Regions from separate parts of the Mus musculus genome. Here regions 1, 3, 4, 5, 6 and 7 are each linked to region 2. A link is a contact called in public HiChIP or PLAC-seq, Micro-C and promoter capture Hi-C data. All regions are on one chromosome and are shown on one strand. Each heading gives the region's core, a stretch centred on a gene start, on an enhancer-like site or on the middle of the called end of the contact. The rest is flanking DNA. Distances are from core to core; before and after follow the strand shown. Region 1 holds the start of Prmt9 (protein arginine methyltransferase 9). Region 2 holds the start of Pou4f2 (POU domain, class 4, transcription factor 2). Region 3 holds the start of Tmem184c (transmembrane protein 184C). Region 4 holds the start of Smad1 (SMAD family member 1). Region 5 holds the start of Mmaa (methylmalonic aciduria (cobalamin deficiency) type A). Region 6 holds the start of Arhgap10 (Rho GTPase activating protein 10). Region 7 holds the start of Ednra (endothelin receptor type A).

The links. Promoter capture Hi-C pulls out the DNA fragments that hold promoters and counts their contacts. A called contact is a pair of places that touch in the nucleus more often than the background predicts. HiChIP or PLAC-seq counts read pairs in DNA pulled down with a chosen protein or histone mark.
Region 1: a contact with region 2 is called in an H3K4me3 HiChIP or PLAC-seq map of embryonic stem cells, with 5 times the contacts expected there. The contact joins the promoter of Prmt9 here to the promoter of Pou4f2 in region 2. A contact is called at or near these places in 3 of 39 promoter capture datasets (frontonasal cranial neural crest, maxillary cranial neural crest and second pharyngeal arch cranial neural crest) and 1 of 115 datasets of contacts at active chromatin or transcription factors (embryonic stem cells).
Region 3: a promoter capture Hi-C map of embryonic stem cells shows a contact between it and region 2, with 2.6 times the contacts expected there. The contact joins the promoter of Tmem184c here to the promoter of Pou4f2 in region 2. A contact is called at or near these places in 3 of 39 promoter capture datasets (cranial neural crest, embryonic stem cells and hippocampal neurons), 3 of 115 datasets of contacts at active chromatin or transcription factors (astrocytes, embryonic limb bud and embryonic stem cells) and 1 of 9 other capture datasets (embryonic stem cells).
Region 4: a Micro-C map of embryonic stem cells shows a contact between it and region 2, with 6 times the contacts expected there. The contact joins the promoter of Smad1 here to the promoter of Pou4f2 in region 2. A contact is called at or near these places in 1 of 484 Hi-C or Micro-C datasets (embryonic stem cells) and 2 of 115 datasets of contacts at active chromatin or transcription factors (astrocytes and embryonic stem cells).
Region 5: a contact with region 2 is called in a promoter capture Hi-C map of embryonic stem cells, with 2.8 times the contacts expected there. The contact joins the promoter of Mmaa here to the promoter of Pou4f2 in region 2. A contact is called at or near these places in 1 of 39 promoter capture datasets (embryonic stem cells) and 1 of 115 datasets of contacts at active chromatin or transcription factors (astrocytes).
Region 6: a Micro-C map of embryonic stem cells shows a contact between it and region 2, with 2.4 times the contacts expected there. The contact joins the promoter of Arhgap10 here to the promoter of Pou4f2 in region 2. A contact is called at or near these places in 3 of 484 Hi-C or Micro-C datasets (all in embryonic stem cells), 1 of 115 datasets of contacts at active chromatin or transcription factors (astrocytes) and 2 of 9 other capture datasets (embryonic stem cells and pancreatic islet).
Region 7: a contact with region 2 is called in a promoter capture Hi-C map of embryonic stem cells. The contact joins the promoter of Ednra here to the promoter of Pou4f2 in region 2. A contact is called at or near these places in 1 of 39 promoter capture datasets (embryonic stem cells) and 1 of 9 other capture datasets (embryonic stem cells).

What each region holds. Positions count from the first base shown.
Region 1 is chr8:77,547,780-77,550,981 of GRCm38.p6, forward strand. Prmt9 (protein arginine methyltransferase 9) reads left to right here and starts at 1,618. Exons shown (of 12, transcript NM_001081240.3): 1 at 1,618-1,957. The coding sequence starts at 1,769.
Region 2 is chr8:78,434,785-78,437,930 of GRCm38.p6, forward strand. Pou4f2 (POU domain, class 4, transcription factor 2) reads right to left here and starts at 1,863. Exons shown (of 2, transcript NM_138944.3): 1 at 1,327-1,863; 2 at 1-894. The coding sequence starts at 1,620.
Region 3 is chr8:77,609,247-77,612,226 of GRCm38.p6, forward strand. Tmem184c (transmembrane protein 184C) reads right to left here and starts at 1,407. Exons shown (of 10, transcript NM_145599.4): 1 at 857-1,407. The coding sequence starts at 979. Gm39200 (a long non-coding RNA gene) reads left to right here and starts at 2,835. Exons shown (of 3, transcript XR_878939.2): 1 at 2,835-2,980.
Region 4 is chr8:79,397,929-79,401,005 of GRCm38.p6, forward strand. It overlaps Smad1 (SMAD family member 1), which reads right to left and starts at 1,500. Exons shown (of 7, transcript NM_008539.4): 1 at 1,325-1,500. It overlaps Gm51578 (a long non-coding RNA gene), which reads right to left. Exons shown (of 3, transcript XR_003947567.1): 3 at 2,782-3,077.
Region 5 is chr8:79,293,507-79,296,372 of GRCm38.p6, forward strand. It overlaps Mmaa (methylmalonic aciduria (cobalamin deficiency) type A), which reads right to left and starts at 1,455. Exons shown (of 7, transcript NM_133823.5): 1 at 1,408-1,455. It overlaps Gm4890 (predicted gene 4890), which reads left to right and starts at 1,572. Exons shown (of 2, transcript NR_045823.1): 1 at 1,572-2,001.
Region 6 is chr8:77,516,509-77,519,594 of GRCm38.p6, forward strand. It overlaps Arhgap10 (Rho GTPase activating protein 10), which reads right to left and starts at 1,399. Exons shown (of 23, transcript NM_030113.2): 1 at 1,122-1,399. The coding sequence starts at 1,275. It overlaps 0610038B21Rik (RIKEN cDNA 0610038B21 gene), which reads left to right and starts at 548. Exons shown (of 1, transcript NR_028125.1): 1 at 548-2,070.
Region 7 is chr8:77,722,796-77,725,752 of GRCm38.p6, forward strand. It overlaps Ednra (endothelin receptor type A), which reads right to left and starts at 1,657. Exons shown (of 8, transcript NM_010332.2): 1 at 1,301-1,657. It overlaps LOC108167319 (a long non-coding RNA gene), which reads left to right and starts at 790. Exons shown (of 4, transcript XR_003947564.1): 1 at 790-927.

The DNA of each region.
Region 1 (3,202 bases), core at 368-2,867, 890 kb before region 2:
CTGTGATAAAAGACTCCGACAAAAGCAATTTAAGGGAGAAAGAGATTGTAGGGAAGCCAGAGCAGCAGTCGCTGGTCAAATCATTGTCACAGTCAGGAAGCAGAGGGTGCTGGGTATACACTGTTGCTGGGTTTTCTTTCTCCACTAATACAGTCCAGGATGGCAGCCAGGGAAAGGTGTTTACCCACAGTAGGTAAGTTTTTCTACCCCAATTAAAGCAATCAAGATAATCACCCACAGCTATGACCAAAGGTTGGACTCTGGGTGAGTCTAGATTCTGTAACATTGCAAACCAAAGTCTCTGTCAAGGACTGGGCTGTGTCTCTCTACCCAGCCTCAGTCTATCACCTCTAAATTATACAGGATGCAAATAACATTATACATCTTTGGTTAAATGTTTACGGGAGTAATAACATTTTTTAAGGTTTAGATAATTTCTAAATGTTTCTAGATAATGCCAATTAATTACATTAACTATGTATATATAAGTAAAATGCTTTTCTAGATTATTACATTGTATAGTTAGAGCACCCTTATGAATTAAGCCAGGAAGAGAGCTTTATTAGGTCTGTCTGAATGTCTCAAGGGAGGGATGCTAGACTGGAACGAGAAAACCCTTCCCACAAGCCAATTAGTCTTTATGTTCTACTCAGTTCCATTAGGTATAGAGGCCTGCCTCTGTATTTCCATCTCACTAAATACTGTATAGTTAAATCCTACATTGCTTAATACACAAAGCATCAAACAAGGACGATATGAATAGCTAGGAAAATACATAGGCAAAATTAAAGAGCAGGAGAAACACTTTTCATCAAGTGCAAGATATATTAAAATTGTCGTTCTGTACATATTCAAATAATTGTGATTAGTTCCTGTCTTCGAAGACCTTTCTTAGGTACATAGGTATCTGCTTACAAGAGTGGATCAGACAATAAGATACTAGAGAAAGCAAAAAGACACATAAAGGATGGACTTGGGAGAACTGGAGAATTTTAGCTTAATATCCAAAATGGTGTATCCTCCATTTCACATTGTTAACCACTGTATGCACCGCTAATCTCTTCAAAATGGGAACAAAAAATAGCTTTCGCTATAATTTCTATACATTGCTTTAAAAGTTTGGATTTATATCTTAGAGGCCACACTTGACATCAGTCTTCTTTGTTAATGTGCATGTCATCAGGAAATTCAGACTCGGCCGTACCCATCCCACTGTTCAACCTTGAAGCAGTTCTCCGTGATGGCCTTTTCCTTTTTTTTTTAGAGTGTGATCCCAAGTTCCACCTCACTGAGTTTTGTGAGAATACTTAATACTAGGAGAGTACACAGTGATTAATTTAAGGAGCTTTTATTTCGTTTTGCAGTAGTGAGTCTGGTGCGATGAGATTCAGAAGGCCTGGAGCTTCGCACAAGCAGGACTAGAGCAGGGTTTGGAATTCGCAGCCGCACTCTCCAGGAGGCAGAGAGAGGGTGGAAACCTTTGGTTGCAGTCTGCCAAAAAACCCCATTCCAGAAAATGACTTTACAGCCTAGTACTCCAAGACCATAGTGGGCCGCGGGGCGCTCCCTGGTGTGACGTCATCACAGCGCTTCGCCGCAGGATGCGCGCGCAGCCCTGTCCGCCGCTGGGAAGGCGGGGCTTCCTGCTGTGTGCACCCAGTGCCTCTGTGCGTCCAGTTGCTGCGACCGGCCCAGGGAAGCGCGCCGTGGAGACTCTTTTCCCGGACGAGGCCATCCTCCTTCGTGGGCTTCCGAGCGAGACTTATCCATGCCGAACTCGAGGCCCAGGCCCCGCCGGGGCGCCGGGGGTGGCGCAGGTGCGGCCGGCCGGGACCGGCTGGTGGCACGGTCCTTGCAGAGTGCTGAGCACTGTCTAGGTGACCAGGACTTCGGCACTGCTTATGCCCATTACCTTCTGGTGCTCAGCCTGGCGCCAGAGCTAAAAGACGACGTGAAGGTGAGGCCTTATTTTTTTCAGTGGCTAGCAAATCCTGTGATCTGAGCAGGAACAACAGGGTATGGTGTGTGTGTGTGTGTGTGTGTGTGTGTGTAACAGAGACGAGAGACAGGGAGAGACAGAGACACCGAGACATACAGAGACAGAGACGGACTCTCCAAGCATCGAATTACTATAGCCTACAGCCCATCTCAATACAGCCAGGTTTTAGTAACAAAAGTCAAAAGTTGTCACACATCTGTTTCAAAATTTCTGCCTCACTTAAGATTCCAAAGGCCTTTTAAATGGGATAGGACTGGGTAGTTCTTTTTCCCCTCCAGTATCTAATTTAAATTAGCCCTGCCTTGTAGGCGTTGCATTATCTTGTGTAGAAAGAATGCTGTGTATCCTGAGGTTGGATAAAGTGTTCAGTCATAAGGAACTTTTAATATTTGTTGATTCGTCTTACTTGCATCAGTTAACCGGTTGAACTACTGTATTTTTTTTTTTTAATGTTAGAATCTCAATTTCAAAAAGTAACTTAATTGCATATACAGTTTTAAGCTGTGGACAGTCTTGCTTTGTTTAGTCCAGAGTTTCTCAACCTGACACTGGTGACATTTTGCACCAGACAGTCCTGTGTCTTCCTTCCTGTTTCACAGCACGGTTTGTCCTCTGCCCACTAGATGTCAGTAGCATTAGGCTTTTGTAGTCCAAAGAAATTTCAGGACCTGTTGGTTTACTTGGAAATATGCTAGTATGTTGGGTCGTTTGTTCCTCTGTGTAGAAAGTAGTAGAATAGTGTGTGTTCCTCTGTGTAGACAGTAGTAGAATAGTGTGTGTTCCTCTATGCAGACAGCAGTAGAATAGTGTGTGTTCCTCTGTGTAGACAGCAGTAGAATAGTGTGTGTTCCTCTGTGTAGACAGCAGTAGAATAGTGTGTGTTCCTCTATGCAGACAGCAGTAGAATAGTGTGTGTTCCTCTATGCAGACAGCAGTAGAATAGTGTGTGTTCCTCTGTGTAGACAGCAGTAGAATAGTGTGTGTTCCTCTATGCAGACAGCAGTAGAATAGTGTGTGTTCCTCTGTGCAGACAGCTGTAGATAGTGTGTGTTCCTCTGTGTAGACAGCAGTAGAATAGTGTGTGTTCCTCTGTGTAGACAGCAGTAGAATAGTGTGTGTTCCTCTGTGTAGACAGCAGTAGAATAGTGTGTGTTCCTCTGTGTAGAAGACAGCAGTAGAATAGTGTGTGTTCCTCTGTGTAGA
Region 2 (3,146 bases), core at 613-3,112:
GCAGAACCAGACGCGCACCACATTTTTCTTGAGATCCAGCTTTTCGGCGATGGCCGCGATCTTCTCCGAGGAGGGCCTTGGCTGGATGGCGAAGTAGGCTTCCAGAGAGCGCTTCTCCGGCGCCGCGATGGACGTGCGCTTGCGCTTCTTCTCCGCGCCATTGAAGAGCTCCGGCTTAGTGAGCTTCTCGCGGTGGGATTTCTCAGCTTCCTCCAGCCACGCCTGCAGGATGGGCTTGAGCGCGATCATGTTGTTGTGTGACAGCGTGAGAGACTCAAACCTGCAGATGGTGCTCTGGCTGAGCGAGCCCACGCCCGGGATCTTGAGGTTGGCCAGCGCCGAGCCCACATCTGCCTGGGTCACTCCCAGCTTGATGCGTCGCTGCTTGAAACGCTCGGCGAACGCCTCCAGGTCCCGCGGGTCTGCATCCACGTCGCTCATGCAGCCCATGTGCGAGGGCAGCCCATGTGCGTGGGCCATGCTCAGGGCTGCTTGGTGCATGGGGTTCATGGTGGCCATGTGTGGTGCGTGAGCCGGAGTGGACACCACCGTGCCGTCGGGGCCCGCCATAGCTCCCAGGGCCAGCCCGGGGCTTAGGTGCTCAAGCAGCTCGCCCTCCAGCGCCTGGTGCGGCTGGTGATGGTGGTGATGGTGGTGGTGGTGGTGGTGATGGGTGCCAGCCAGAGCGGACGGGTGCGAGATGGGCACAGAAGAAGAGGAGGCTGCCGACGTGCACGGGATGGTGTTCATGGTGTGGTAAGTGGCGTCCGGCTTGAAGGGGCTGTGGTGGGGCGGATGGTGGTGGTGGCTCTTACTCTGGGAGACGATGTCCACGGCGGCCAGAGCCTCGGCACGGGCCAGCAGACTCTCATCCAGCCCGCCGAATATATTGCTCTGCAATTGTAAGTAGAAGGCACACATTACGCTCAGCAGGGAATTGTGAGCGCTCTCTCCGGAAGCCCCCGGCCCAGGGCTCGCCACCGCCACCGTGCCTACAGCATTCCCAGAACGTTAAAATAATAATAATGACAGTGATCCTGAAACTCGGCAGCGAGAAGAGAGGGGAAGCCTGCGCGAGAAGCCAATGTGCAGGGGGAGGAAAAGTGAGCCACAGACAACACAACACAACACAACACAACACGCGCACAGGCAGCATCCCAGGTCATAAAAATTAATATGAAAGGCAAGACCCGTTGAATACTTAAGAGAGGGGGGATTGGTTGGAGGTGTGGGGTGATTTGCTGTGCAGACATGAAAAAAACATCAAGCAGATAAAGGAGGCTGTCAAAATGTGCCTTTAAGCGGTGATTATGCAGACATACGCACCGGTGGGGTTGGAAGACAAGCTCTCCGCATCGCCTCCGAGCCCCCGCCGCCGCCGCTGCCGCCGCTGCCACTGCTGCTGGAACTGCTGCTCCGGCCGCCGCCGCCTCCGCCTCCGCCGCCACCGCCGCCGCCGCCAGCGTTGCTGGAGCTGCTAGGGGAACTGGCCGAGGGCGCCGCGGGCGCAGAGGAGCCCGGGGAGGCACTGTGTAGCGCCGAGTACTTGGGCTCCACGTGCAGGCTGCCTGCGTGAGGCATGCTGAACGCCTGCTTGCTGTTCAGGGACATCATCATCATCTTTCCTTGCGCGGCGCGCTCGTCGCTGGCGCACTCCGGTCCCAGCTACCCGACCCTCCGGAGAAGTACCCGGCCGGAGCAGCAGAGGGAACAACACTGCAAAGTTGTGCTCAGCCGCCACTGCTTCCAGGCCCGGTTCTCCCAGTGTGGCCGCTAGCTCCGCTCCTGTGTCTCCCGCTAGGTCTGCCCGAGAGGTTGCCCTGCTCCGGGTGGCTCTGGCTTCAGACCTCAGCACCCCAAAGTGCCCCAGCTCATCGAGGCGGTGGAGTTATAGTCCCCTCTTCCCGCGCCTGACCCCCGCCCGCCCTCCCCCTCCTTCCCTCCCCCGCCCTCTCCTGCCAGGACGCACTGCTCTGGGTGGGTTTCTCCCCGCCCTGGCTCCCCGCAGGCTCCGGTCCTTTCAGTTCTCCCTGCACCCGCCCCTCTCTCTCTGCCACGGGACCCGCAGCCTTCCCTGCCCCGGCAGGCGCTCTGCTGTTACCACTCCTACGCCGCGCCTGCAACTCCTGATTCTAATCGCGCCCCAGCTCAACCCCACCCAACTAGCCAGGTCGGTGCTTCGGGCCACCCCCACCCGGCAGTGCCAGTCACCTAAATGACAGTCTCCAGATCTTCCCGCCTCCCTCGGGAAAAAAAAAAAAAAAACTCCCCCTAAAAGTTGCGTTCCAAGCCAATCTTGGAAGCGACTAGCCCTGAACTGTGAGGTGCACCTTACCTGGCCACCTGCTCTCCTGCCCTCTGCTTACCACTAAGTTTCAGGGGCCCTCCCCTCCCGTCAGCTCCAGTGACCCTGATTCCCCTGGATGAGGATCTAGACGCTGCGGCGACCCGGGTCCTCTGCTCTGCTCTGAGCTCCCGCCTTGATGCGTGCTGAGGTCAGCCCCGGGCTTTGCATCCCACCGCCCGGCGGGTGCCTAGTGCAGAAAGACGTGGGTCTGCCCGGCTGCAGGGCTTCCTCTCCCTCGATTTCCCTCAGCTCTCAGCGGATTGGACAGCCACACAGCCCGTTAGTGTCCTCTATGCGCATGCGACTCCCCCCTTTATGAGCATATCACCCTCTAACACATGTACAGATTCCTCTCCTCCCACCCCCTTCTCTTTTTCCACCTCCTCCCTATGTCCAGTACAGGGTGAGCTGGGACTTGGGAGGATCTCCTGGCAAACCCTGACTCTGGGATGTATTATTCTTCATTAGCTACAATCAAAGGGAAAGGAGCAACTGACAGGACGAGAAGGGCCAGAAATACAGAGCGCATGTGCTGCCGAATGCCACTAACACCGTGTACACGTACACACACACACACTCACTCACTCACTCAAACGCGCGTGCACACACACTCACACAAACACACACACTCAGACTGGCGTAAGTCCCACTTATCTTCATTTCTACAGTCACTGTGTGCAGAGACTATTTTTTGCTTACACTTTGCTCCCACTTTTGTGCTAGTGCAAACCACTTTCCTGGAAGTGAACACACATTCTGAGTTCCAGTTCAAAAGCAGACAGTGTGGCCCACTCCCCAG
Region 3 (2,980 bases), core at 157-2,656, 830 kb before region 2:
CAACAAAGAGGGCCAGAGAGATGTCTCAGCTGGTAGGTGCCTGTCTCCAACCCTGATAGATTCAGCTCAGTCCTCAGCACTCATTATGATGAGAGAGCAGAGCCAACTGCTCCAAGTTGTCCACCTTCAGACCTCCACAACTGGACCATCCCACGAACACACCAACAAATACACCTTTTTTTTTTTTTAAATATAAAGGAACACACAGGGGATGTTTGTAAAATTTTTGCTTTGGTTAAGGAGTAACTTCAGGTCTGGGGATGAAGCTCAGATGGTAGAGTGCTTGCCTCAAATAAACAAAGCCCTGGGTTCAATCCCTGCATTGAGTAAACAGAATGATGGATACACCGGTAATCCAAGCACTGGGAAGTTTGGATGCAGGAGGATCATCCTAGTCTACAAAGCAAAATCCAGAACAGCCTGGTTTACAGGAGATTTTAAGGAAAGAAACAAAGAAAACTTGTAACTTCAAACGTAAAGTTAATTAGCAAAGTCAATTTAACAAGAATCCTTTGGTTCCAGAAAACCGGCTAAAAGCCTATAAAATCCAGAACATAGTTTTTAAGATGGTTTATTTGGTCTGGTCAAGCCCTAGTACCTGCATAGCAGATCTGATTTCAAGAATAAAGTTCTTTCTGGGACTGATGAATATTGGGAAAGCGCCCATTGTAAGTAGGTGCTTTAACTATTTGTTTCTCGACCCGGACCTACCTCCAGTTGTAGCGGCTAAATAAAACCAGTCAGGTTGGTTTAATGTCCACAGACGAAATGTTTTTCAGACCTCAAGCATTAGAAGGCAGACAAAGGAACTCTGTCAACCAGCGGAAGAAAGGGTAGAGGTGCAGGACCCTCTTACCTTCATTTTTTGAAACTTCCAAATGCATATCGGAACCGCGACCAGGATGGTTGTTGCGTAAAAAAGTACCAACAGGGGTCGGATCCATCTCCTCCAGTTACTCCGATTACATGCGCAAGGCATGTTCTGTAACAGATTCTCTTTGAGTAGCTGAATAATCGAACCAAACCAAGAATTTGGCAAGTTCGCTTTTTCGGTTGTCTTCTCCGCTGGCGCCCTATAGGAAAAGATTTACTAGCCGCTGGCGCCGCGTTCTCGGGTCGCTCTGTGTTTGCGGCTGCTGCAGCGGTGGCCGCTCGGGATGCTCGCAGGTGCAGGCTGCATCCTCGCCGGCCAACCCGCATGGACTCAGTGCCGCCGCGGCGTCGCCTCCGCCTCACCTGGAGGTCACCCAGAGTCTCCGCTGCATCGTGACCCCGAGGACTATCAGGGTAAACTAGGGATTCTAGGCACTCGGGGTCTGACCTGCATCTGGTACCCTACCAGCCCTCTCCCTAGTCCAGCTCTGGCAGGCTAGTCTCCGCCCCCGGAAGACCCGGCCCAGAACTTCCTCACTCACGGCTTTGGAACCTCTACAGTACTCATCTTCAGAACTCATCTTCCGCCGACTATTCCACTTCCGTTTCCGATCAGATGCTTGCAGCAAATGATTTGCTCTGAGTTTCAAGCTGAGCTAAACCTTGTCCCGCAACGCAAAGCATTGTGATTGGTCAGTTACGGAGGAGGGCGTGGCTGTAACCTAGGTTACCGAGAGGGCGTGGCAAGGGCAGGAAGGAGAGTAGCGGCGGATTTCTGGCATCTCTAATTTACCTAGTCTAAGTGGTTCCCTAAAAGGGCTCCGAAAGTTGTAGGAACTGGGGACGTTTCAGAAACACCCGCTACATTCCTGAGACTTTACTCCATCTAAAGAAAAGTCATAGTGAGGGGCAGTCACTGTGGAGTGGAACTTGAAATAGCTTTATTTTTCTCAGAAGGCTTCCCAGTTGTCTTTAGGGGTGGAATGGGAAGCCCGCTGGAATAAGACAGAATAGGTTAGATTTCAGTCAGTTGCTAGAGTTTAGGGTCCTAAGGAGGAATTTGTCTGCATAATTTCTAGACCCGGCAGAAGAATCATTCTAAGAATAGCTTTTTTGAAAGTAACCGCCAATATGAAATGTTCACGTTTCAAACTTGAGTTAAAAAAAAAACAAAATCTTATTTAAGATTTAAAAGGTTGGTATTCTGACATCTGTTCTATACACCTAAAGCTTTTAGCTGTATAGCTTTACAGATCAATGACACATGGGATCTTAAATTCTTTCTAAATCAAGGGAACAAGCAAACATCTGAGTCCCGACTAGACACTGAACACTGCATATATTGTCATTTTCTGAAATCAAACACTAACTTCTCTACCCATTTTGTATGAGTTGATCTGCATAAAAGTACCGAGTAGCGATGGGTAGTTTTCTGTTTCACAGATGAGAAAAGTGTCAAGTGATTAATAGTACCTATTAAGTAATAGAGCTGTTTTCTCTGACTTTGGACTCTGCTTGATGTTTAAATATTTGCCATCACCTGCAACCAGGGGACTTCTGCCTATTAGCCATCTGGACAAAATGTCATGGACCAGAGTCTCAAAGTATACAGATGAAATCACATTCCTCAGTTACCAGAGCCTGGAGTCTGACTTCTGCAGTCTTTCTCCTGTGATCTCCATTTTGCACATTTCCTTAAAGGGGCTGTAGGACTTTAGTTTGGTCTACACTATAAGTTAAAATAGTTGGTTTTAAGGAAATTCCTAACCATTAATGAAATCTTGGTATACTGTTGAAGTTCAGAAAATTAGGGAAAACTCTTGCTTTACAGCTTATCACCACTACTTATTTCTTGGCAAATGGCAGTCTTTTTGGATAGGCTGTCTAACAGGACTTGTTTCTGTGTGTCCAGCCACACTCTTACTGCTTCTGATAGCCATCTTCTCCATTCCTTCTCATAGGAAGCCAATTTTTTACACAATTTCTGAAATCTATTTCTGCACTCTAGTGCTGAGCCCGGTATGGCTATGGTGGGGACAGAGTGACATGGTTCCTGCCCTTGGGACAAGTCCTCCAGTGTGAGCCTCCATGAGTGTGATGGCTGCTG
Region 4 (3,077 bases), core at 250-2,749, 960 kb after region 2:
TCTGCCTTGACTCTTTGTGAATTGTTCCAGCACAGCTCATCAGCTTCCGGTACAACTTACAGTGGTAATTATAAACACGATGAAAAATGAACCTGGCCAGGGAACAGTTTTCTCATTGTGCTGAGGTGTGGGCACATTATCCACCACAGGCCCTTAGAGAGAGATTGATGCTGTGAAGGGCATGCTGTGAATCTGCTCCAAAAACAGGAAGGCATTACATAAACCAAGCAACTCCTTTCAGTCCGTGCTTTGAAAACTTCAGATGTCACCCAGGAACCCAAGAGAGGGGGAAGAGGCCAGGGGTTGACAACAAGCATTCTACAACGATGCTCTCTTAGATGGCTGTGGCATAGGCGGCGATTTTCAGATGGAAAGCTCTTGGCTGGATTACTTTGTACCGTGCATTTAGAAAAACTACATGTGCCTCCGAATAAACAAAAGCCGCGACTACCATACTGTCTGGATGTAGCCGGTGATGGTCCCTCCTGGCTCCTCCGAGCACCTCGGGGAGACGCTGGCCCCGCAGCCTTCGCACGCAGTCCGCAAAGCGGCTGCACAGGCCCGCGCTCTCACGCCCACCGCCCCCACCCCGCGACAGAAACACTAACAAAGACGGTCTGGACGAGAACAGTTGTTCTCGGCGCTCGGAACGCGCAGTGAGGCAATCGAATCCGGTAAAGGGAAAGGAATGAGGCGACACTGGGCGACGCAGGGGGTGTAGGCGGAAGGGGGCGGGGGGGGGGGGGGGGAGACGCGAGGCCGCCAGACCTTTGAATAAATCAGAGGGAACTACGCTACGAACTTTCCTTAACCCCGATCCCCAAATCAGGCTGTGTGGGGACCCACAGGGGTGCGCGCGTCCATCCAGGGAGACCCGAGCTGAGCGCAGCGCTGTCCCCGCGAGGGTCCGCAGGCCGGGGCGGGGACACAATGGGGCTGCGGCCCGATGCGGAACGGGGGTCCCCGGAGAACTGGACACGCCCGACAAAGACGCGGGGAGGCAGGGAGGTCTGGCGGCAGGTTCGCGGCCGCGAGGCGCCATCATGGGGGGGGGGGGGGACTGCGTCCCGGAGCTCGTCCCAGATTTCCTTCAGCGCGGGTCCCCCGAGTCCTCCCGGATCCTCCCCGGAGCCCGTCCCAGATCGACCCCAGAGCCCGCCCAGAATCCCCTCGGAGCCTGTCCCCGATCCTCCCCCGGAGCCCGCCCGGGATGCCCCCCGGAGCCCGCCCAGGATCCCCCCCTGGAGCTGGTCCCTGTCCCGGTGCGCCCCGCGCGGCACAGGACAAGTCTGTCTCGAGTCGGCTCGGGTACGCTCGGCTTTACCGGCTCGGCGGCGCGCCCATCCGCAGGGACGCACGAGACCCGGCGCCGGGTCCCGTGCTCCGATCCGCTCCCGGCCGCCGTCCCCGCGCTCTGCTTAGCTCCGGGCCGCCGTCCCCGCGCCTCGGCCCCGGCCTCGCCTTGGTGCGCCCGCTCGCTCCCCGAGCCTGGATTGATCTGGTCGCGCTGGCGTCAGGCAGTCGGAACCGCCCAGCCTCCACAGCCCGCCTGCCAATACCCGGCGCACAACCCGCCTGCCGCTTGCCCTCGCTCACACGCGCACCGCGCGCGCCCGCTGCCGCTTAGGGATCCTCTCCAAATTACCGGCCCGCGCCTTCCTCTGACTCTAGTCCCTGCCTAGCTGCCAGTCAAATTCCAAAGCCTGTGTTATTTTCTGAAAAGTTCTCGAACACGACCATCGAGCCCACTCAGTCGTCCTAAAAACGCATTTTTAAAGGCCCTGCAATCACTGACTCAGTGATTTACCGGCCCTTCATGTAGCATGAGCCTCAAATTGGCTGACCTGTTAACTACTAGGTAGATACATTTATTTCCAGTATGTACCCTTCCTGCGGCAAATGACAGAAACCATTTGTATGTTTGTTAAAAGGTCTCGTAGCCCAGGATGACCTCGAACACGCTTTGAAGGGGAAAAGGCCTTGAACTTCTCTTCCTCCAGCCTCCACATCCTCAGTGCTGGGATTACAGGGCTGCACATATTTTTATTTATAAGGTTCTGGGAATCATCGAACCCATGGCCTTATGCATGCTGGACAAGAACTTTACAACTGAACTTCCTTGCTTTCTTGTTTGCCTGGAAATGAGATCTCTCTCTACAGACCAGACTGGCTTTGGACTGGGAAATACCCTTTTAGTACTGTAAATTTGGGTGCAATCTTTTAGATAACAGTTTTGCCCCTATTCCCACCCACCCCCCCAAAAAAACCCACAAAACAAAAATACACACACACACACAAAGGAACTCACATCTTACTGATCTGTTCAGACACCAAAAACACCTTCTTGAAACAATCAACTTTTTTTCTTGGTCAGTTTCTGGAAGTTGGCATGGAATCTTGAACACTTATCATAATGTTGAGTTATGTTTAGAGAAGAACTATTCTAGGAGTAAATGCCCCACAAACCAAAAAAAGAAAAAAATCATTGCCCGCAATATAAAGAAATACCAAAGGCCACTACAAATTAATGACACTCTCCAATTATTCCTGTACCTTTACATGCTTAGCACTCCACTTAAAATTCTTATTAATTATTTAAGTATTATATCTGCATTACATATTTAATTATTCAAAGGAAATGCAACAAATCCCATAAACCCATAAAATGCCATTTATAAATTATACATAAGAATATTCCTGCTAATTAAATTTCTTTCTTCATTAAACTATTTGAGCACTTACTGGTCAATTCTTGGATCTCATCTTATTTTCCTTAAAAGCAGCATTTGACATAGTTGGTTGCTCTCTGGTCCCTTGGGCAACAGTTGGAGTGAGCCTGGCTTAAAGCCACTCAGGGCCATTTCCCTCCCCTGTACAGACCCTCTGTAGATGAAAAGAGTGAGGTATATCCATACATGGGAACATTACTCAGCCATAGAAAAGGAAAGAAGCACTTCCCCTGCCTCCCAGGGTGGAATGAGAGCCTCTGTCCCATCCTCAGCACAGAATAAACCGGGTGGGATGGTGCTGGCCTCTAATGCCCACCCTCTGGGCTGGAGCAAGGTCAGAAGTCCAAG
Region 5 (2,866 bases), core at 205-2,704, 860 kb after region 2:
CCCCCACTGCAAGCATTCTTAAGCCTTCTGTGTGACACTGATGCCCTAGAACCAAGTCCAATAGTCTGTTTCTGCTGCACAATTTTCTCATACTCTCCTTTCAGACCTCCTTCCTCTAAGGAGACTTGGTCTTCCAAACCTAGTACTTACTTTCCCAATTTCCCACATTCCAGATTTAACTGGTCTCATCTTTCCTCTTCTACAACATTTCTCCTCTGCTTAAATCCACTCTTCTCTTAAATCCTCTCCTGATGATCCTGGCTTTGGGGAAATCTTTCTTCTCTAAATCAAATTATTCTGAATACTAACTTAGGTGATACCCGGCTCACAGAGGGTGCTTGTTAACTCAACCCAACACCAATCACATTAAAACCAACGGGAGGATCACATAAAAATATAGATACTTGTTCCTTATTCCAGAAAACTCAGATCTCTGTAGAAGACCCGTGGCAATGAATGATTTTAAAGCACTGATTTTAAAGCAATGTTCAACACCTTTCTTACATACAGCAAGACTAAATGTCTACTTTTCCCACATGACATCAATCAGCTGGGGCAAATTCCAACCATTCACTTGCTCCATCCATTCCAAATATATTCTTATGACACCCTCACATTTTGTAATCACCATTTACGTTCCTCATGATTATATAACTTTCCATGTTTATAGTCTCTAATAGGAAACAAAGCCTTAAAAGAACCATCCTAATAAAAATACTATTTCCTTGAATATATTTACTTCGTCAAAGAACTTTCGAGACATTGTAGATAACCCTCCAAACGTTTTGTTTCTCCTGGAAATTGGTTTTCTACTAGCTTAGCCACTTTTTATAGTTTCTTTGTTCTCCAAAATATATGCAAGGGAACTGTTAAGAAAGGCGACAGTAAGAAACCCTTTTCTTAGGCTCTCCTTCATTTTTCAAATGAGAAACATATCTGAAGTTGGCATGTCTTCTGTGGAACGCTACCGGCGCGGTCGCGACGGTGTTTGGCAACCCAGACACCGCTTTGTGACTCCCAGTGAACCCTGCTTTATAACCTGCAAATCTGTATTCCTTCCCCTCTGAGGGGTCTGCTGCTCCCTTCCGCAGGCGGAGCTCCTTAGCACTGAACAGCCTCCGGGCCTGGCTCCTTCCGCGCTGCCCGAGACGAGCTCACAAACCGGCCCACGAGAACCTGACAGCAGCGACTGCGACGCCTTTCTTATGTAAGGAAAAAGCGCTCAGTCCCTTCCAGTCCTTCCTGCAGGCCCCACCACATCCACCCCGCCCCCGACTCAGCCACATCCTCCTCGGCTGCCCCCCGCGAGCCTCCAGGGGGCGCCCCCGACAGCGGGGCTGACCCCGGGCGGAGGACGCACCGCGGCCCCGACTCCTGGCCTCCGCGCGCACCGGGCCCCACACTCACCCTCGCGAGGCCGCGCAGCAGAGCACCGCCCCTTCCGCCCACTGCTCCCGCCCTGCTCGCTCCTTCCGCCGCCGGCGGCACGCAGGCGTAACGCGACGCCCCGCGCAGGCGCAGTCGCTTAGCGAAGGCTGTCCCGCGGCGGGCGCAGGCGCGGGTGGCGGGGTGTGCTTGGGCGGGAAGTGGGTGGTGAGGGCCGCTCTGGGCTCAGCGTTCCCCACCTGGAATGCGTCCTGGCTTCGGCTGGCCCGGCCCAACCCTCAGCGGCCGCGGTGCCCAGGCCCACTCCTTCCGCGCCTGGAAACGTGAGACGGGTCACTGAGGACGACGTAGGCAAACTTTGCAGAGCACGTTGCCACCTGTTGGAGTAGCCGCTCCAGCCCCAGTCGAAATGCACGGCCGAACAATGGCAGTTCTGAGTGGCTCAGGGGCCCACACTTTCTTTAAAACCGATGCACTCGTAGTAATATTTCTTATGCCCCACATCCAGAGGCCTGTGCTCACCACCTCAGCAGTGCCCGGGGAGGTTCGCCAGGCGTGGGCAGGCTCTCCCTTGAAAGCACCTGACCTGGTTCTACCTTGCACTGGGGCTGAATGGTAATTAATTTTTTTATTTGTGTTTTTGAGATAAGGTCTCTCTGGCCGACCTGGAACTCCCTAAAACCATGCTGGTTTACATACTACCTGGCTCTGCCTCACAAATGCTGGGGTTAAAGGTGGGCCCCACCGCGCCACACTGTAGCTAATTTAAAAAAAAAAAAATTACTGAAGTCATGAGACCTACAAATTTCAGGCAGTCCAGAAGGAAAGTGTGTGGAGACAGAGAAAGGTACGATAGTACGTTAAAAACAGGCAGCTTAAACAGCAGCGGTAAGTGCTCCTTTAACTCGTCCACCGTAAGTTTTAAATGTTTAAAAGCAAAGTTGTTGGGACTGGAGCTATGGCTCAGAGATTAACATTAACGTAAGAACATATTGGCTGCTCTTCAAAGGAGCCAGATTGGGTTCCCAGTGCCCACAGGGAGGTTCACAGCCATCCAGTTCCAAAGAAATCACTGCCCTCCTCTGGCCTCTGAGAACACCAGGCACACATGTAGAGCACATTCCTACTTGTAGATACATAAAAATATTTTTGAAAATTAAAAACCAGTGAAACTTTGTACCTAGCAATTATTAAAACATTTACAAAGAAGAAATACAAAATTCATGATACAGTAGTTTTCTTACAATCTGACCTTAACAAATGCTGCACCATGTCTAAGAGCACTGGGAAGGGTTTGGAAATGACCTCGTTATTACAAATATCATATTTAAGTCCATATATTAAGGCTTGGGAATTCACCAACCAACTTACGTAATGCATATAATCTTTTGGTTACTGCTCAGCGCTGTTTGCCATGGTATGTATAAGACTTGTGAGTCTTTGTAATCTGTCAGTTGTGACTTTTTAAATTTTCATTTCA
Region 6 (3,086 bases), core at 149-2,648, 920 kb before region 2:
CTGGACACAAAACGGTGGGGTGAAAATGTACCTGGGGTGTTTTTTCCAGGGGTGCTGTCTACAAACAAATGGAATAAACGCCCAGAGATGGAGAGTATTGAGCCAGGGAACCTAACCAACCCAAGAGGATAGGTAGAGCACCTATGCTTGGCTCCTGCACTATCAGGCCTTTTAAGGAGGGAAAGGGGTGTTCGCAATAACTCAAGGAATGAATTCAGGGTTCCAGGGTGGCCTGGATGCCAGCACCTGGTCCTGGAGAACGCCCATTTATAGAACATTACAACCGTTTCTGCACAAATTTCAACCAGCCTCTACTCCTAAGACTCACTACAGCTTCGATACACCTCTCTTTCTGTTGTCTTCAGAGGTGGCTTGAGGGTGTGTTAGCTTGCTTGTTTGAATACAGATGGAACTGAGGTGGCCAGCTTCGAGCATGAAGAGTAGAATTTCCTACTCACAGGCACTTCTCGCAGGCCAGAACCTGGAGCAGTCTGCCCACTGACCCTTTCAACCCCTAATCTTTGAACCCGCCTCAGCACAAGACAGAGGAATGTGCAGAAGGCAGCACAAAGCCAGGTAGACTTTCTGGTTTAGCTCACGAGGGACGTAGGTCGGTGCTGTCGCGCAAGGCAGAAAGGGGATACATAAGAGGTGTAACTTAAAGGACTTTTGACGATATCAACTACAGGCAGAGTCCCAAAGCATTTCCAAAAAAAATTACTTGGAAATGTTAGGAGACAAAACTATCAAACTGATTGATGTCTCTATTTTGCGGGAGACTGGAAGCAGCGTTAGGGCGCAGTAAAACCTGACTCCGGAGCAGAGCCTCCATTCGCTCCGGCCGGCGCCAAAGCGTGCTCAGCTGGGCCAGGCGGGAGCCCCGGGGCAGCTCCCACGCACAGCTCCTCGCTCCCGCGCCACCGAGGGCCAGGATCGGGGAAAGGAACGCGCCCGAACCTCCTGGGAGAGGAATGCCCTGGAGCTTATCTTATCCCCTAAGGAATCGCCTATTCCTCCAGCCCGGTCTTAGGAGCACTGAGCCATCCCACTTGGCCGGGGAAGACGATCCTCCCGCCTTCCTCGCCACGCCGCAGCCCGAACGCGAACAGGACCCCGCTTACTTTTGGTGGCAGAGATGAGGTTCTTGCCGTCTTTGATGAGCTCTTTGATGAACTTGTTGGTCCTCTCGAGCTCCGCTTCGTGCGCGCGGATCCTCTCCCGGAACCACGGGCTGTCGAGGTAGCAGTCGCTAAACTCCAGGGGCTGCAGCCCCATGACTGCGGCGGTGCGCGCGGGCGCAGGCCGAGCTGGGCTCCCAGGCGGCGGCAGCGAGCGGCTAGCAGGGCTGAGCGCGCGGCGAGCGCAGCACGGTCATGTCCAGCCCAGCCCAGCGACCCTGGAGAGTACGCGGCGCAGCTCCCCAATCCCGGCAGCCCCCGGCAGCAGCAGAGGCCGCCGCCCGGCCCCGCCCCGCCTCGGGCGCGCCCGCCCCGCCCCGCCCCCGCCCGCACGCCCCTGCTCTCCCGCCCGGGCGCCTTCGGCTCTCCTCCTCCCTGCCCTTCCCCGAACGCCTCTTCCTTCTCTTCCCCACGCGCAGTCGCCCCTCCTCTTCCTTCCGAGGCAGCGGCGATGGAGAACGTAGTCTGTGCCCTCCACCCCCGGACGCCTGCACCTCCCCGATCTCGGCTCACAAGGTCCAGGTGACTCAGGCTGGTCCCCGAAGTGGACGCCTGACCGAACGGGATGGTGGGTTTGTAATAGCAGGCCTCGGTCCCCGAGATCAGACGACTTAAAAGTCGGGGCGGGTGGAAATGATTGACTCATTTTATCTGTGTACCGAAGGAAGGGTGCTTCGCTGTGCAAGGGCTCGCACGCCGGGTGCTCTCTCTCCTTGTCTAATCAGCTGCCTTCGCGGGAATGCTTAACGTCTCCAACTCAGCGTGGACTCTACAGATTCTAGAACATTTTTCTTCGTGTCCATACTGAATGGCTTAGGACAAGGGAGCGTGTGGCTAAACCGCGTTGACCCTGCTTGTGTTCTATTCTGGAGATTAAATTTACACGGGTAGGAGAGGCGATCTGCTAAAAATAGCCCGCCGAAAGTAAATGCCAGACTTTTTGTGGTTTTTCACCATGGGAGGCTGCGTGGACAAGTGTGAATTCGTGTCAGTGCGCCCACAAAACTCCTTTCCTATTCCATGCGTTCTAAAGCAGAACTCAATACCTTCCTCAAATGTATACAGCAAATCTTACACTGGAGACACTTTATCAACTAGCAATTTTTAAGCAATTAACATGTGCCAGGTGCACACATGGCATACATTTTTCACAAACTCACAACACATGTTTACATGTAAAGGTTTAATGATGGTAATAGTACCAGGAAACTTCAAAGTGATTCTTTAAAAACGTTCCGACTGAGTGCAGTAATTAAGAGTTTGTTTGGCCCGTGAGCTGTAGGAGGAGTCTTAACCCTCTGGGAAGCATCTAAATATGCCTACTCTATAAACTCTGTTAAATAACAGCACCATTTGAGTGCCACAGATGAGGCCACTTTAATGTCCATCCTCAGACTTCAAAAGACTTTTACCAATAACTCCTAGGCAGTTTGAAAGGTTCATTTCCTACTAAAATCAGCAAGGAGTCTACCGAGGAAAGAAAGAGGCAAGGGGGAGGGAAAAACTGGAGACTGAATTAGGGCCTGGCAAAAGAGCGAAACACACTCCAGGCTCTGCAGAAACAAAACCCTAAACCCAGGCAGGAATATGGTCTGAGGCTGCAGTAATCCTCGATCCCATAAGCTGAGGCAAGAGGATAGAGAGTTTAAGGCCAACCTGGACTACCTGGTATGAGGCCAGGCAGGGCTACATAGCAAGATCCTGTCTCACAAACAAAGCTGGGGGTGGGGGTGGGAGTGGGGGAGTATTGGCTTGAATAAGAATGATTCCCACACAGGATTGGGCTTCTCTGTTTGAATGTTAGGTCCCTAGTGTGGAACTGTTGGGTGGGGGGGAGGGAGGGGTAGGTGGCATGGCTTTACTGGAAAAGGTTTGCCTGCAGGTTGGCTTTCAGGTTTTAAAAGCCCA
Region 7 (2,957 bases), core at 407-2,906, 710 kb before region 2:
TTCCCTCCCTCCCTCCCTTTCTTCCTTCCTTCCTTTCCTTCCTTCCTTGCTTCCCTCCAGCAAAGACACTACCAAGAACTCATTTCTCTTGACACCTCTTGTCAGCTCACCACATCTAAGGGACATCTGTCAAAAACATGTGGATGCCATATTGTTACAGAGTGAAAAACACAAAACCAAATAAAAGAAACCTCTTTCGAATCCATGCTTTCCCAAGGACGGATCTGTAGCTCATTTTGGTATATTTCAGTCAAGCTTTGCCGGGCATCTGGCTCTAGAGCCAGAGCTCTAGAGAAGCAACTCACATTCAGACCAGAAGGACATGTCTATGGAGTCAGCATCTTTCCTTTTGTGGGTCTAGAGTTTGGTGGCATACAAAAGCTGACCCCTTAGTGCTTTCCCTAGTTAATACATCAGATTCTCAGAGCAAATGTCCACTTGCCATTAGTAATTTGGAAAATCCAACGGCGCCCAAACCGCACACATACTTAGGGCAGGTAATTTACATGGTATGGTTGCCAAGGTGTTTCATAGCCAATCTTTAAAAACAGATGAGTTGATGGCTGTGTGGGAATCAGAAACAACTACAAGAAGAAAAAAAAAATTAAACCAAGAACTTTTTTTTTTTCAAGTTCTCTGTGGTTTTGTTCTCTGGAGAAGACAAATTATCCACTCTCCTTGGACACATCCTCTGACTTTCATATGCTTTCGCCCCAGGTCTGCTGGGGTGAGGCCACTAAGGGTGGTGTAATCAGAGGTGGCTTATCTACAAACAGTTCCAGGGTTCTGCACATGAAAGACAAGAAGTGCCCTTTAAAGGACAGGACAGCACTGAGCAAATCGCCCAGACCTCCACCAGCAGGCAGATTTCCAACCCCAGCTGCCATCGTGGTGTGAGGAGGGCTCCACAGAGGTTGGTTCTTCACAGTAAGTGTCCTTGGCACTCAGGGTGCAGGATAGGAAGAGACCAACTTCACCAGGAGGCTTTGGAGCAAGCGCCCTGGGCCTTGATGCGCCTGAAAGCTTGTGTGGAGAAAAAGATCCTCCCACTCCCGGCTCCCCTTTCCTAAAAATCCGAGACAAAGCTCAATGGTCTTGTCCGGTGTCCACCCCCACTCCCCCCAGTGTTCGTCTCCCAGGAAAGCGCCCCACACTGGGCGTCCCGGGAGGTAAGTGCCAGGCCGGTCTGTTGCGTTTCCCTGGAGCTGCGAGACACCCCTGCTCCTCCCAGCAGATTGCCCCGGCAGCGACCCTATCCCTAGTTCCAGCCCTGGTTCCAAAAAGAAAGACTTGCACCGACCTTAGAGCTCCTCGGAAGCAGACAGCTCCAGGTCCGCGCACGGGCCAGCCGGAGCCTGAGCTGGAGAACGAGGGTGGCGCGCAGGGTGGCGGGTGACCAGGGCTGCAGCACAGTCTCAGCTCGGGGAAACTTCCCCGGACAGCCAGGCTTCTCTAGGGGGAGATCTTGCTCAGCCTGCAAGCTCCAGCGATGGTCCGGTGGATCAGAGAGAGGCTCCCCACCTCCTAGACACAGTTGCCAGACTAGAAGGGATGGGTGTGCGCGCGAGGCTCCCAAGGAAAAGCAAACTCCGGAGGAACACGCCTCCCGCGATCTTCCTTAGACTCCACAGGCTCCTAGACCTTCCTCTCTACTCTGGGACCTAACTGCAAGAGCGCTATCCCGCCTGCCCTCCAGGGAGCAGCCACCAAGCTGCAAAGCTGCTGCCCCCGCCAGGCCCTGAAGGGCAGGGATCTTTAACTATTTCCTTCCTGAGAAGTTGGTTAGTCTAGGATGGGTAGGATTGAAAGTAGAGAGCAACAGACCAGACTCAAGGTTGTGCCCTGTTTTAGGAAGAAACTCGAGGCACTTGAGCCCGTGAGTACGGGAGAGTTTGATCAGCAGGGGAAGCCAGGGAATTTGGGCTGTGTCTCCTGTCAACTTTGCTTAGCTTGTTAGCACTCCTCACCTTAGAGGAAGTTATGGAACCCAGGTGGACAGCATGTCTTTGGCTCAAATTTGACCTGCAAGACCACTAAGCCTTAGCCCAAGGCAAAAGGGAGCTGGGGAGTCTGTGGAAGGGTCTAGGGTGTGCTCAGAGAAATGATCATGTCTGACAATGAATGGGGAGACCCTTCAGAAGGCAGTGTCTTTATCACAGAGTGTGTCAAGTCACGATAAGATGGGGAGTGGGAGGAGAGATAAGGGCCAAACATCAGGGCTCCTGGGGAAGAAGGCTTGGCTGTACGGATGCCCTAGGACCTCATTGGTTCCCTACCGTATCTATAGTGGAATTGGACCTCAGTTTGTTCTAGGACCTCTAGGAGAAGGGAGAGACAGGACTTATATCTAGCCCCTGGGAAAGAATTTTAGCAACAGCTTCCTCATAGTGTGGTGGCTAGATTCCAAGAACAAATATCCCAAGAGAAAGGACATAGAAACTGCCACCTACTTAAGGCCCAGGTCCAGATAGTGACACAAAGGGGCTTCTGCTTAATTCTGTCAGTCACCAATTCCAGATTAAAGGGTGAGGGCACAGAGACCCTACTTGACAGGGGTCATTTTGTAAAACTGTCACAGCCATCAGCAGAACACCTCGGTGGAAAGGATTTTAATATTCTTCTGGGACTGTTGGAGCAGGCATTACCCTGTCCACTAATCTAGTGTTTATCTAGCGTTTCTCTAGGAAGGATCCACAAAAATTGTCTCAGTCAGCTCTGAAGGGGTACGCTTTTGTGGCGACAGCTTGGCAGGCTGACATTATTTTCCAGGAAGAAAAGTTATTGCCTTCTTCCAGAAGACTGTTCATAACTTGGTATGTGAAATGTTCTGGATCCCAGGCCCTCTCACCCCGTGACTAGGCACGTGGACAGTGCACCATCTGTGTAACTGAACATGTCTGTCAGGCTAGTCTTTGTAACAGCACCCCCAGGACCCCCTACCTTTTGCTGATCCCACT